3 separate regions of the Mus musculus genome follow, and all the other regions are linked to region 1. A link is a contact called in public Hi-C and HiChIP or PLAC-seq data. All regions are on one chromosome and are shown on one strand. The core of a region is the stretch at or near the end of the contact, and the rest is flanking DNA. Distances in the headings are between cores, read along the strand shown.

Region 1 (4,690 bases), core at 1,136-3,635:
TTTATCTATAGGCCTGTGTGTGACAAGGTGACATTTCACATAGTTAATATTTGTATACCATGTGTCCTTGAGAAATCTGAGCTTTTCTACATTGCAGCTGTGAAATCCATCCATGTTCCTTCCTGTAGCTCTATAGTTGACTTCTATCACTAGCAAGTGTTTTTTTCTCACTCTGCTGTTGACAAGTTCTTAACTCCTTTGGAGTAGAGAATAGCTGTCACCCCGTGCAGTCCTCCCCTACTTCCCAATACAGAGAAATTCAAGCCTTCGAGTTTCCAGGCTTGGTTCTGGAGTTCAAAGACATTTTGTCTTCTGGCTCAAGTAGACGTAAATCAACACTCTCTGTTTTGGATGCTTGCTTCTTAGATTCTCTTTCTTTTTGACTCTACTGTACATTTGAAAATCATGCCTAAATATCCAATACACATTTATTTTTGTACCAGACTGTGTAAGCTTCCTCATACCTCCAGCAAGCACCTATTCTGTGGATGAATGGATAAAGAAGAGTACTCAGGACATGTCATGGGGAAAAGGCATTGGATAGGAACTGGATCCTATCAATATCATCAAATAATAACTGACATGCTGACAGAGAAGTTAAGTCAACACGAATGATTAAATGGTATCATTTCCGTGATGACTGTTCTGACCCTACCCCAATTCTATAGCCATGTGTCTCACTTAGGGATCTTGTTAACATACAGATTGAAACCTCAGTTGGAGGATACCAGTTGAGATTCAACGTCCCTAGCTAGCTCTCCTCGACCAGACTCTGAGCAAAGACGATGTATTAATATAGTTCCCATTTGGCTCAGATTGGAATTTCACTTTTTGCCTCCACAGTTTTCATTTTTGGCAGGGACCCTGGGATACTTACTGTCTCTTGTGGGTGGTGCTGCTGATTACAGCTACCTGAGACAGAAAAAATTCATCCATCTAGATCAACCAAGTAAAAGCGTCTAGGGCTGGGATCTGTACAGTAGGTTTTCATGGTGTCTAGGTTATTTGGATGTACGTCAAGACTTCCATGAAACTTTATCCCAGGGCCAATGTTCTCAAACTTGAGCACACATTAAACTTCTTGGAAGTGTTGTTAAAATGCAAGATGGCCAGGGACCAGCCAAGTGACTCAGTAGGTCTGGAGTGGACCAAAGAATCTATTTTTTTTACATGCTTCTAAGTGATGTTTAAGGTTTCTGGCCTTGGAACCCTGCTTTGAGAACCATTACTAATGACCAGCATTCTCACCAGTACAAGGGATACAAGTATTACCCATTTTTCATGACCATTGGTGGTTTAAATGAGAAATGTCCCTTGTAAGCTCCGGTATTTGAAGGTTTGGTGCCCATTTGGCAGCACTGTTTGGGAACCTTTGTGAGGTAATGCCTTTTTGGAGAAAGCATGTCATGGGGCAGGCGTTTGTTATCAGCCCCACTTCCTGCTCACTCCCTGCTTGATGCTTGTGGTGGAAGACATGCATTCTTAGCTTCCTGTTTCTGCCACCACAGTTGTCAGTTCTTGCAATGCTCTTGTGCCATGATGAAGCTGTATCCTCTGGAACTGCAAGCCAGGATCAACTCTTCCTCAAGTTGCCTTGGTCATGGTGTTAATGAGTTTAATACATGGCCCAGTGGAATGAATGATGACTCATGGACAAAAGCTGTTCTATTGTGCACACAGTAGACAATTAAGAAATGACTTCTTTGATGATTAATGCTTGTGTTGTATCTATGTTCAAGCGGGTTGTTTAATAAACCTTTAGTTGACATATTTGTGATATTTAACACATAGTCCAATTCCACTGACACTCTCCTCACATCAGTGACCTCACATCTACCTGTTCATGTGTAGTAAAGGTATCATGGCTCCATTATTATTATTATTGATTATTATTATTTTTCAGCAGACCTCATCTGCCTTGAAATAGAAAGAGATTCTTGAGAGATTTAAGATTACATAAGACTGGATAGTCTCAGAAGGGAGGCAAAAGGGAAAGGGAGGGGGTTGGTGTACCCCCTTCTGAGCCTTGAAGCTCTGTCAAGATCACACCACCTTACTAAAATTCGAGCACACACAAACCCTAAAGGGTGCTTTCCCTCCCTTTGAATGCTGTGTTTCCATACAGCTCCTCCCTTGGAAGAAGTGCTCCCAGGTGGTAGTGTCAGGCCCCAGGGCTGTTCGCTGCTTCAGTGTCCTCTGTGTTAACCTGAGGAGGCTGCCTTCTGGGTTTTGCCAAGAAGCCCATCATTCTCCCTAGATTCTCGGTGTCAGAAATGACTGCTTGCTGGGCTCTGCAGCTTCCTGGGTGCACTGCAGCTATTGATCTTGCTACCAGCATCGTGAGTAATGCCGACAAGACAGTTTCTGGTGCCTTCTCTGACAACTGGCCACATTTTGGACTCACGCTGCATGCGGACTGCATCATAAACATGCCCAGATTGTGCTGACAGCGTGGAAAGCACTTGAGGATAAACATTTGTGCCAGCTAAAAATGTCTCTAAGATTGGGAGTGTTTCATCAAAAGACTTATCTGTGCATTTCTGAGGGTGTTTTTGAAAGCCTTCTATAGCCCCAAAGCAACGGTTCTGACTGATTCATTTGTCAATATCTGCTGCATTCTTTACCTTAAGCTTCAAAGAGGAAAACTAAAATGAAAAAGTTAATTCTCATTTAAAAAGGACAGATGTCCTTTCCGAGGCATAGAAAGACTTGACTGAAGGGTGCTTGCTATAGGTAAGGTTTGGGGCTTGAGAATAAGAATCTGTTGCCTAAGAAGAGATGGTAATTCTCCCTTAGCAATTGCTGCATTAATTAAGTTTGTCACTAGTTCTGGGGAAAACGGAGCAAAGCTGAGATAGCTTCAGAGCCAAGGCTGTTGTTTTGTGAAACAGTCTGAAATAGTTGTCTCCTGGTCGATAACTCTGACATGGGCAATGTTCCCTTTCTAGAGTTAAGTTTAGTCATCTGGTCCCAGGAAAAGCTATGTATTTATTAGGACCCATGGCTACTGGATATTAAATTCTCCTCTAATCTGGAGTAGAACCTAAAAGAGGATGGGAAAGAATTCATTGAGGTGAGATAAATGCTGCATGCCTAGTGGAAAGCCCTGTAGTGGCGGTAAGCTGATGTTGTGAGCACATCTTATAAATGGCCTTTGAGTGGGGAGGCAGAGAGCTGAATATAACATGCACCCATATTAGTGTTTTAATATGATCTTGTCCATTGATAGCAAGAAGAAAAAGAACCACTACAATTGTAAACCTGATTCTTGGGAATTGTGTGCTCTCTGGGTGCAAAGCACTTCCCACAGGAGGTCACTGCTCTTCAGGGAGACTCACAAAGGGAGGGCTGATCAATCCAGCTCATTTGTAGAAGCCCAGAGAGAAGAAATGTTGTCCAAGGATGAATATTTGGGAAGTAAGCAAGCTGGAACTGGGCATTTAATCAAGATCATGGAGCTCCTACCGCAACTCCCACTGAGGCAAATGGGTCCAAGGCAGTGTGGATGACAGGAGCATGAGGAATATGAAAGGTGACGCCCACTTCTAACAGGAACTGTGGGGGTAAGTCTGAGTTTCAAATTTACAGGAGCCTTTGAATCACTTATACTCACTGAAAGTTGTATTACCTATCATCTATCTATCTATCTATCTATCTATCTATCTATCTATCTATCTATCTATCTATCTATCTATCTATATCTATCACCTATCTACTTTATATGTATCTACTACCATCTGTCTACTATCTATCTACAATTGTCTATCTACTATCTTCTATCTATCTGTCTATCTACCTGTCTATCTATCTATCATCAATCATCTCAAAATCCATTTGTTATCTAGATTTTTTTTTACATAAATACAGAGGTAAGTGCTCTTTATCAATTAACAAACAACCACCTGATCAAATTGAAATCTGCTAGCTCATTTGCTTTTCTTTCCTTTGAGGGGGTAAATTTTATGAGATTTTTATATACATAGTACAGTTTTCTACTTTTATTAGGTTTACCACTTACATATTGAATTCATAAAAACACATAGAAGTTTTAGTCCTTATAACAGTAAGTGGGACTATATAGAGTAGATTAGCGTGCAATGTGTTCTTTTAAAAAGAGTCCATCCTTAAATTCTGAGTATACTGCACTATGATTAAATGCACTAACCATTGTTTTAAAAATAAGATGACTAACTCACTTGGTTAACATTTTATTGAATTTTTATTTAACACTGGTTGAACAGGCATTGTTGTGCTTTTCTATGAAGCAGTAGAGTTGTGTGAGTTCATGGATAATTCAGTGTTTCACTCCTCTTAAATGACTGCTTGCTTCTGCATGCTGACTTCTGACTGTCAGAGTGCATCCAGGGAGCTCCTGTTCTCAAATGATGTGCTATGTCCTGTAACTTTGTTATCTTACAAGGCAAGGGTAAGGTGAATTTATTTTAAAATATCATCTGTTTAAAAAATTCTCAGGAAGCTTTTATAGAAGTTTAAAAATATTTTTCAAAGTTGATTCAGAAAATCTGAAAAATAAAAAAAATGAATTTAAAGAATAAAATGTACTTAACAAGTTTCCTGAAACCACGGCCTTCTCCCTTTTCCAGCTCAGAATGAACAAAAAGGCAAGTGCTCCCAAAAACCCAGAATTCCACGCCCAGAGTTGCAAGTTGAGAGCTGTGCTTTCCCGGAG
Region 2 (4,690 bases), core at 1,388-3,887, 920 kb before region 1:
CAAAAGGGAGTTGGGTAGGGGGGAGGCAGGAGGGAGGAAATGACTTTCAAAGGAAAGAAACTGGAAGCCACTCTCCTGTTCTGAGTGGCAGGGTCAAATGACAAATCTGCTGTGGTATCCCTCAGCTCAGAGCAGGAAGATCACGGGTCTCAGGCTTTGCTAGGCTAGCCTTAGCCAAAGGTTGAGTTCAGAGGCCAGCCAGGCCTATCTGTTCCTACAGTGGGACCCTGTCTCAAAACAACAATAAACAAACTAACAAATCCCCAAAGGCCAGAGGATTGCAATGCAATGCAAAGGCTATAGGATGAAAAGACCATTAGCTGAACCACAGCGCAAGCTGTCACTGACTAACTGCTCAGCAAGTTTTCTCGCGCTGGAAGTGAGAATAGCGCCTATGCTGTCTGCCTCGCTGCTCCTCATAAACACGCTTATAAGTATTCCCTGAAAGTACTAGAGTGTGCAAGTGAAAATTAGTAGTCTTCTGTCTTGGAGATGAACTTAAAGGAAAACCCAACAGCAGTGTTTTATAAAAGTGGGAAAGAAAACTGGGCTGGAATTTGGGTTTGCTGGATGTGAGGTTAGGCTTCTTCAGTTCATTGAGCCCCTGATGTTACCATCCACTCACAAGGGAAGAAACTAAACTACAGTGAAGACCCAACTGCAACCAACAGGACAAAGGACATTCCTTAAAGTTACGATGGTGGTATAGGGGTATCTCAGGCAGGAATGATAGCTCACACCGTAATCCTAGCACTTGGGAAACAGAGGCAGATGGAACTCTGTAAGTTTGAGACCAGCCTGGTTGAAATAACAGGCTACAGACTATCCAGGGCTAAATAGTGAGACCCTTGTCTCTGTGTGTAGCACATTAATTAAGATACTGGATGAAATGGAAGGTAATAATTTGGAAAGCAAATTGCATCGCCCTGCCCTACCTAGGGCTGCTACATGCTAGGAGATTAGCAGCTGGAGAAAGGTACTGGGTAGGCTTCCCTCACCCAGCCTTAGCTTATTATTCCTCAGCAAGGTGCTAAGTTAAAAAAAAAAAAAAGTCCTGTAATCAATAATTGTGTTGCATTGTCTCCACACATAGTCCCACTAGGGACCCTGAACCCCTTAAAGTAGGTGTGGAAAACCAGGTTTCTTTACATCAGGAGAAACTCAGCAGGAACATTAGAAAATCAACAGATTCCATTCCACATCTGAAGTTCTTTTATTCCCACTGGAAAAAAAAATCCAGGTCATTCGAAAGGGCAATTTAAATTCACGGATCCTCTGATCGGTTGAGATTAGGGCAGCGAACAATAAGAGCTGTGTGTTAGCAGCCTCCATTCAAGGCAATTTCTGTAGCTAAGAAGCTCTGGAAAGCCAGAGTTGAAAGCAGTTTGCTAGAGGATCTGAAGACAGCTTCAAACAGGAGTCCTCAGGCCACCTGACTTCTCAAAGTTACCAGCAACCTTAGAGGGAGCCTGAGGAACACATGGTGGACCAGTCTCAGTGGTCCAGGCTAGCCTGGACCTCACTCAGACTTAGTTTCTCTATTATCACAACAACGACGACGACAAAAAGACAAAATTGCCTTGACAACAAAAAGACAAAATTGCCTTTTTTTGTGGTTATTATTTTGAATCTTCTACATAATCATCATATACTGTCATCAACGAATTAGAGCTCTTTTTTTTAAACGTGTAATCTAGATGAGCCTTGAACTTCAGATGCTCCTGCTGTGGGCCTACTAAGTGCCGGGATTATAGGCTAGGGGCCACTACATCTGACCTCAAAGATAACACTTTGAAATGAATTAGTTGTACTCAGATTCGTGTCAGTTGAGCTGAGTGACTGGAGGTTGGAGGTCCCTGGGCAATGTCGGTGGGCTTTATGAAGTCATACACACTCAACAAGGCTCTGTTGCTAGTGAGTTTGTTTTTCTTTTGTTGATGGTGGGTTTTATTTGTTTGTTTTGACAGGGTTTTGCTGTTTCCTAAACTGGCCCCAAACTCCTGGATTTAAGCCTCTTAAGTAACAGGAACTATAGCTACATCACCATAAATGGCCAGGAAAGCTTTTCGGTAGCAGATATGATTACATTATTCATAAGGACTATAACACTAGAAATAAGAACATATCTGTTCACCGGAAAAAAAAAAGGCTAGGCATATTAGTTGCATGCCTTTAATCCCAGCACTGGGGAGCCAGGGAGGCAGAAACAGGCAGATCTCTGTGAGTTCATGGCCAGCCTTGTCTACATAGGATGTTCTAGGACAGCCAGGGCTACATGATGAGACCTCTCAAAAATAAATAAACAAACAAATGTAAAAAAGAGATGTAAAAACAAAATCTGATAAACTAATGTATCAGAATCTTTCTATAATTCTCTGTGTGTGTCTGTGTGCACATGTTTATGTTTGTGCAAGGATGCATGTGTATATGGTGTGTGTAGTGTATGCACATGGTGTGTGTGGTATATGCACATGGGTGCATGTATGCCTGTATATGTGGGCGTACATCCTGTCTTTGCCCTTGCTCTAACACTCAACTGTACCGTAGGCCCTCCCTGTAATGTCTGAGGACGACTCCTTTATCTGTAGAGACCCAGTGACAACTGGGAGCAAACAAGCAGCTTTAGACAAACGGAGAAAAGCTGGTAACACCTTACAGTGGAGCTGTGCAGCTAACGCAGATCGTCAAACTTTACGAAAACACACTTCTCAGATTTTATTTTTAAACTTTTGGCAGAAGTCCAGGATTTTAAACAGAAAAAGCAAAGAAAAATCCCAGGGAGGAAAACAGAACAAAGGCTCAGCTGTCGTTCTGCAAGCCTCGGGGTCCCTCCGCCACTCCCCAGCTCCAGAGAGCATTTCTGAAGCTGTGCTGGACTTAGATGGACATCTGTTGGGAACCCTTGAGTGCATCCCAGTCTGCAGAAGAGGAAATCGGAGCTCTGGGCGGAGGGGCTTACCCACAGTGGCACATCTTTCCCAGTCTGCCAAGATGACTCAGATACTGCTACTTTCTCCAAAATAACCCAGGACTAAGCAGATGACACAGAGCCTTGGCGGCGGGCTGACTTTGCTCTACTCTTCTTGTCTTGTGAGATAGGTAGGGTCTCCTCATGTAGCAGGCTGGCCATAAAGCTTAAGATTCTCTTGCCTCTACCTCTCAGGAGCTACGACTAGAGGCACATGCCACCGTAGGTCTTTGTTTATCTTTTTACACATGGCCCTCACTATGCAAAAATTATTTGTTCTTGTCAAAGACTATAAATTTACCTGCACTCCTGACTTGCCAACATTTAAAAGCCAAAATGTTTTACCTAACAGTTTAGACGCCTAAATTTTTAGAGATTCAGTAACATTGAGGTCTTCCACTGTGTTCATTACCATCTTGGAGCCAAGCAGAAGTATATACTCTACAAATGTCACGGCCCACGTGTCCCTATAGCAAAACACTTGCTCGGGTCCACTTTGTTTATTCCCTATGAACATTTATGCTTGTCACTCTGGTCTAAAGTGTATGGCCACAGAAGCTTTTCAGAAGAAGTGAGGGTTTTTGTTGTTGTTGTTGTTGTTTTTTTTTTTGTTTTTGTTCTTTTCGAGACAGGGTTTCTCTGTGTGTCCCTGGCTGTCCTGGAACTCACTCTGTAGACCAGGCTGGCCTCGAACTCAGAAATACGCCTGCCTCTGCCTCCCAAGTGCTGGGATTAAAGGCGTGCGCCACCATGCCTGGTGGAAGAAGTGAGGTTTTAGGGACAAAGATAAGTCAAGAATACAGAGGGAACCATCCAGTCTCCAAGATGGAGAAGATGTTGTCATGAACACTGCTGTTTTCATGTGCTGTTGAGAAGAAAACTTCATGGTGGACACACATGCCTGTAATTCCAACACGTGAAAAACTGAAACAGAAGGATCTCTGTGAGTTTAAGGGCAAGCAACACACAACTTTAATCCCAGCACTCAGGATGCCAAGGTGGGCAGATCTCTGTAAGCTTTAGGTCAGCCTAGTCTACATAGTGAGTCCCAGGACAGCCAGAGCTGTAGAGTGAAATCCTGACTTGAACACCCCCTCCCCTGGAAAACAAACAAACAAATCCAGCAAAGCAAACCAAATAAGCAATTTCCAGGCCAGCCTGGGCTCCATAGTGAGTTCCAGGCCAGCATGAATATTTATTTTTATTTTATGCATATGGATGTTTTGCTTGCATGTATGATTGGGCGTCAAGTCCATGCAGGGCCCATAGAGACCAGAAGAAACTGATAGATAGTTCCATTGGAATGAAAATCACAGAAGGCTAGCTAGCTACATGTGAGTGCTGGGAATTGAACCCAGGTCCTCTGGAAGAAAAGACAGTGATTTTCACTGCTAAGCCAACTCCTAAAAACAACTCAAGCAATAATAACAAAAGCAAATAAAAGGGAAGGAAGGAAAAGAAGGCGGCAACTCTCAGGCTTCCCGCCTTGTGTGCTTTTCTGAGGCTGTTACCATAGTCAGATTTCGGGGCTTGGAACCGCTCTCTGCTTGTCCCCAGATAACAGCACAATTCCTAACAGGCCCAACTCCTCCTCACTTCTCCAAGCTGCATCATTAACCACACAGCAGAGAGGTGGGGCTTAGCTCAGGGCTGCACCCTCACCTAGCTTGTGCAATGCAAGCTGCTGTGTTTGATCTCTCCTGAAACCAAACCACCCGCAGC
Region 3 (4,690 bases), core at 885-3,384, 680 kb before region 1:
CTGTTGAACTTCAGTGCAGAGGTGGAGGCCTATGCCCTCTTTAGAATTTAGGAGGATGAAGCCAAGTCTTCTACAACAGATGTCCTCAGTGTGTTTGGGATGCCACACTTCATTTCTTATGACTCTGTTTACCCTTCATACCACTGTGTCAGAACAGCCCAAGAGCGGAGTCATGTGAGAAATCTGACTGCTAGTGAGAAAACTCCAGCAAAACAAGACGAGAGTCTTGTGACCTCGGTTTCTTCAAAACACAAAATTGTTCTTGAAATGTGTTTTTGTGCTCTTCCCAGGTGCAGTGGATAGGAGTGAAGTTACCTCATGTGCTGTCACTCATGTTCCTCAGGGGAAAACATGCTTTTGCCATGTGAGGCATTGTCCTTGTGATTGGACACTTCACTCAGGTGACTCTTCTTAACCCTCAGCATATAAATTGTCCGATGCTCTGAATAAAGTTGAATAGTTGAATCTTGGATGCGACTTTATTTTGCTTCATTTTTAGGTCCTGCTCTCCCAGGTTCATGACACCAGCTAGGTGGGTAAACGGCATTGATGCTGTGGTTATCTTCACTGGGAGGTTGGGGAAGGGTCTTGGAAGGGTTAACATTGTTCCCCATCACACAGTAAGGGAGAAGTAAGACTGGGAGTGGAGCCCAGCTTTGAAAGCCTAAGGCCATGCTAGCTCCTCTGCTCCTCCCTCCTCCTCTCCACCCCCAGCAGCAGAGAGTTCACAGGCACAATCCGGAATGACAGCCTCACAATGGAATCATGCAGAAAGTCCGGATGTGTGGAGGACTGGCAGGGTCCAGCTACATCTGTGTGTTCCTGCCAGTGAACAGACCCTTGGGCTGGTGCCCTGGTTACAGACCAGGGGGCTGTCCTTTTGTTCTTGGGTCTGCAGAGCCTCTACTCTCAACAGTTTAGCACCATAGAGCCAACACACTATTGTTTAATCTCACGGATCTCTCCTGACAGGACAATTTGTTCTCTCTTCACCCTGGAGAGATGGGTGAAGGCTAAATGTAAACAGAATCTTCGTCCTACTCAAAACAAAGTCAGAGCTTTGACTTTGAGCTAAAGATGTCACAGGCCACGGAAGGAAGTAAGACTCTGAAAACCACTGAGATTTCTGCCTTACCTTTGTACAGCTGGCCATACTTTTTTCTTTTTTTTTTTAACTTCACTTCTGTCCAGGTGATTTGGAGCCTACAATGACTGGGAGATTTAGGGGTCCCTGGTGCTACACAAATCTAGATGTCTATTGCATTTATGTTTTGTGTATATTGTATGTTGTTACTGTTTATTTGTCTGAGATAAGAGTCCTGCTACGCAGTCCAAGTTGGGCCCCAGACTCACAATCCTCCTGCCTCAGCATCCTTTCCAGCTTCCTTCTGAGCTTCTATGCGTGTAGCACTCTACCTGCATTTTAAAGGCATATTATAGAAATCGTGGCATGTGCACCAGTCAGGATAAACTTGGAAAGGAGATGGTACCTTGATAAAGGTTGTCAGTGTGCATTTTTGCTGTCTGAACTTGTTTTGTTTTAACCAAGGTGGGTGTAGCAGGAAGGGAACTCTGGGAGAATGGTGAAGTACTTCAAGCCAGCAACAGTGAGGAGCTCTAACCACCATATGCTTAAAGGGCACCAGACCTTCAAGAGAAAGTTATATAGAACAGCTGTCTGGAGTTGCTGAGATTATGGGCAGTGGTGGTGGCAGGGGAAAGGGGAGACAGTACCTTCCAAATGTACTGGAAGGATGGAGCCTGGGAATAAACATTTTCCTATACCTCCTCCTCCATCACCAGCCAGTGCCTCCCCTTGGGTAAACCTGACTAGAGGGCAGAAGGCCAAGGGATACATAATAAAGTCCTATAGGTTGGCTCCCCTGGACAAGGAAGAGGGTGGAGACAGATGGAGGGTAGGTTTGGTGAAGCCAGAAAGAGACACTTAAATTCGGGTTCACCTGTGGCTCCAACTTGTCTGTTCTGGTGTAGGCCCTCTGTCCTGCTTCCTTTGTATGCCTTTGTCACCTTTAGATCCAGTCCTGCAAACGGTGCCAGCTCTTCTCAAGGATATGAGCACTCTCAGCGAGTATATTTTTATTGTGAAGACATCTGCACCTTCTTGCCAGCCAAAAACAACATATGGAAGCGTTTCCCACATTTTCACCAGGGGGCACTCACTCCTTTCCCATGGATAGCTAGAAAGGCTTTTTTTTTTTTTTTTTTTTTTTTGCAAGTATTTGCTAGCCAAAATAGAATCCTTTTCTGTGGGCACAGCGACTGTTGGAACAGCTCTGTCCTAAAGTGATTTCTATGTAGCTAAACACTGTTTCTGTTTGAAAGACGACTGGACCCTGGGACGATTTCTTGGTAAATGTTTAGGGCCCAGCTTGCACACTGCCGGGAAAGTGTTTGGGTCTAAATGCTGTCTTATTCTGCCATTAAAATGAACAAAGCCAGAAAGACTTTGAAAAGATAATCGGCATGCCTAATTTGTAGGTGCTTAAAAAAAAAAAAAAAGCAAAAAAACCTAGCTGAAGGCCAACCAATCAAAGCTGGTTTTGAAAAACCTCTCTGTAGGGATTGTCTTGTACCCATCCCCATGATTCATCCTCATGGATAAGTAGAGGGTCCTGGGGGAAAGGTGTTTTCTCAAGTATAAATTCTTCCAAATGGAAAGACATTTGTTTGCTATCATATCAATCTATTAGCTGTGAGAGTGACACATGCTTTGTCAAAGGATCCGTGCAGTCAGCCAAGCAATATAGCTATGTACGAGGAACGGGCAGAGGGAAGGGGGAGGAGGGGCTTGCTTCTGTTAAAAATGAATCATGGATGAGACCGGGTAAAGACAAATATGGATCTCTGATCCCTTTTAAACGAGCATTGTCTTATACCTGCAGGGAAATACAAAGACTTATTCAAATGTACAGAGTGGAGAATGGTGGGAAAATTGGTTTCTCTTATCCTATTGGAGGCTTGGCATGGAAGGTATTTGATCTGTCAAAGAGTCAACCAGTCAGTCAGTCATCAAAGGGTAGATTAAAACTGGCTTGTGCCCATGAGCGGAGTTTGTCCTTAAGTCTGGAGTCTGTATGGTATGATGGAGAAGAACAAAAGTTTTGGCATAAAGTCAATCTGGATTCAAATCTTGGCTCTGTCACTTATCTACAATCTCGGGGAAATTCAGTTAACCTCTTGAGCCTTTCTGACATATAAATGGGGGAAATTATATGATCTACTTAATGGACTCAGGGAAGATTAAGGCAGGAACCCAAGCAAAGTTTCTGTTGCATAACAATGAGTAGTGGTAGGTATCATCATGATCTTAATAACAAATCAACCCCATTCCGAGTACTTACTGTCGTTCTATAACAAGGAAACAATCACATGGGTCGAAGTAATTTATTACTTGGCTTTTTTCCCCCTTCAATTAACTTTAGTAGCCAACTATGGTACTGCTAATTAGTTATTTAAAAAACAACAGCTGTTTGAGTGAGTTTACTGTCATAAAAACACAGGATCTTAGAGCTAGGGAGACTAACAGATTCATTTCATCCAAACCTCTTTTAACATGAAGGGAATCCTTTAAAAAAAATCTTTAAAATAAAGCCAACCTATCTGCATAGCCATAAATAGAAAGTGTGGCCAAGACCCACAGTACCTTCCTGGATGAGGACAAAGCTGTGTTTTACTCGATAGCCCTTCCTCGGAAATCAGTGCTTCCCGACGATCAAGGGGTGTTATCTCTTTATTTTCTGTATTCCAGCTACTGTAAGTTTATTTTCATTACTTCCTGTTGCTTTCTGAAACATGTTAGAGAATCTTCTAATCGAGCTTGCAATGAGAAATTAAAAATAGTATCCAGAGTGGTGGATAGAGTGCAATCCTTATCAAAATACCAAGGGGACTACTTCCAGAAATAAACATGCTAAATGCGCACGTGTATGAACACACACACACACACACACACACACACACACACACACACACACACACACACACATACACACTCCAGTCAACCAAAGCAATACTGAGAAGGAAAAGTGAAATTGGATGCATCCCACTTCCTGACTTAGAATTATATCACCAAGTTATACTACTTAAAATAACACGGTACTTGGTCTACCCAATCTTAAGATACATTCCAGTCCATAGTAATTATTAAAAACATCATGGTTCTACCACAAAAATAGACATGTAAATTAGTGTAATAGAACAGAGGGCGCAGATATAAGTCTACACAGTTATAGTCAGTTGATTTTGTACAAAGACGACAAAAAGTGCACACTGGAGAAAAGACAGCTTCTTTAGCAAGTGACTCTGGGTAAAGTGTATGTGTAGCATGTAGAACAATTAAGCTAGATCCTTATCTCTCACCCTGTACAAAAATCAATTCCAAGTGCATTGAAGACCTTAATGTAAAACCCCAGACGCTGAATACCGGTAGAGGGAAAGGTAAGGACTATGTTACAAGAGGTTGGCATAGGTATGGACTTTCTAAATAGAAACCTGGTTGCCCAGAACATAAGGTCAACAATTGACAATTGGGCTTCATAGATTAAAAAAATACTTCTGTACAGCAAAGGAAACAGTTGTATGAAAAGGTAACCTATGAAGGGGGAGGAAAATCCCAGCCAGTTATATATCTGACAGAGGATTGATGTTTAGAGTATGTAAAAAACCCAGA

What was found. Hi-C and Micro-C count contacts between places; a contact is called where the count stands out from the background. HiChIP or PLAC-seq counts read pairs in DNA pulled down with a chosen protein or histone mark.
Region 2: a Hi-C map of cortical neurons shows a contact between it and region 1, with 7 times the contacts expected there. The contact joins two enhancer-like sites. A contact is called at or near these places in 1 of 484 Hi-C or Micro-C datasets (cortical neurons) and 1 of 115 datasets of contacts at active chromatin or transcription factors (embryonic forebrain).
Region 3: an H3K27ac HiChIP or PLAC-seq map of SST interneurons shows a contact between it and region 1, with 17 times the contacts expected there. The contact joins two enhancer-like sites. A contact is called at or near these places in 1 of 484 Hi-C or Micro-C datasets (nephron progenitors) and 3 of 115 datasets of contacts at active chromatin or transcription factors (SST interneurons, embryonic basal ganglia and embryonic forebrain).

The regions. Positions count from the first base shown.
Region 1 is chr8:89,973,461-89,978,150 of GRCm38.p6, reverse strand. No RefSeq gene overlaps it. Among named protein-coding and RNA genes, the nearest start is that of Gm24212, 310 kb to the right of the region's middle. Within about 2 kb of position 2,385, at least 8 of the 459 cell types and tissues checked have an H3K27ac peak or open chromatin away from gene starts, as enhancers often do. A contact at or near this core is called in SST interneurons and cortical neurons, where this site is marked.
Region 2 is chr8:90,892,643-90,897,332 of GRCm38.p6, reverse strand. All of the region lies in intron 2 of Chd9 (chromodomain helicase DNA binding protein 9), which reads right to left. Among named protein-coding and RNA genes, the nearest start is that of Chd9, 66 kb to the right of the region's middle. Within about 2 kb of position 2,637, at least 76 of the 459 cell types and tissues checked have an H3K27ac peak or open chromatin away from gene starts, as enhancers often do. A contact at or near this core is called in cortical neurons, where this site is marked.
Region 3 is chr8:90,655,370-90,660,059 of GRCm38.p6, reverse strand. No RefSeq gene overlaps it. Among named protein-coding and RNA genes, the nearest start is that of Gm35850, 83 kb to the left of the region's middle. Within about 2 kb of position 2,134, at least 20 of the 459 cell types and tissues checked have an H3K27ac peak or open chromatin away from gene starts, as enhancers often do. A contact at or near this core is called in SST interneurons, where this site is marked.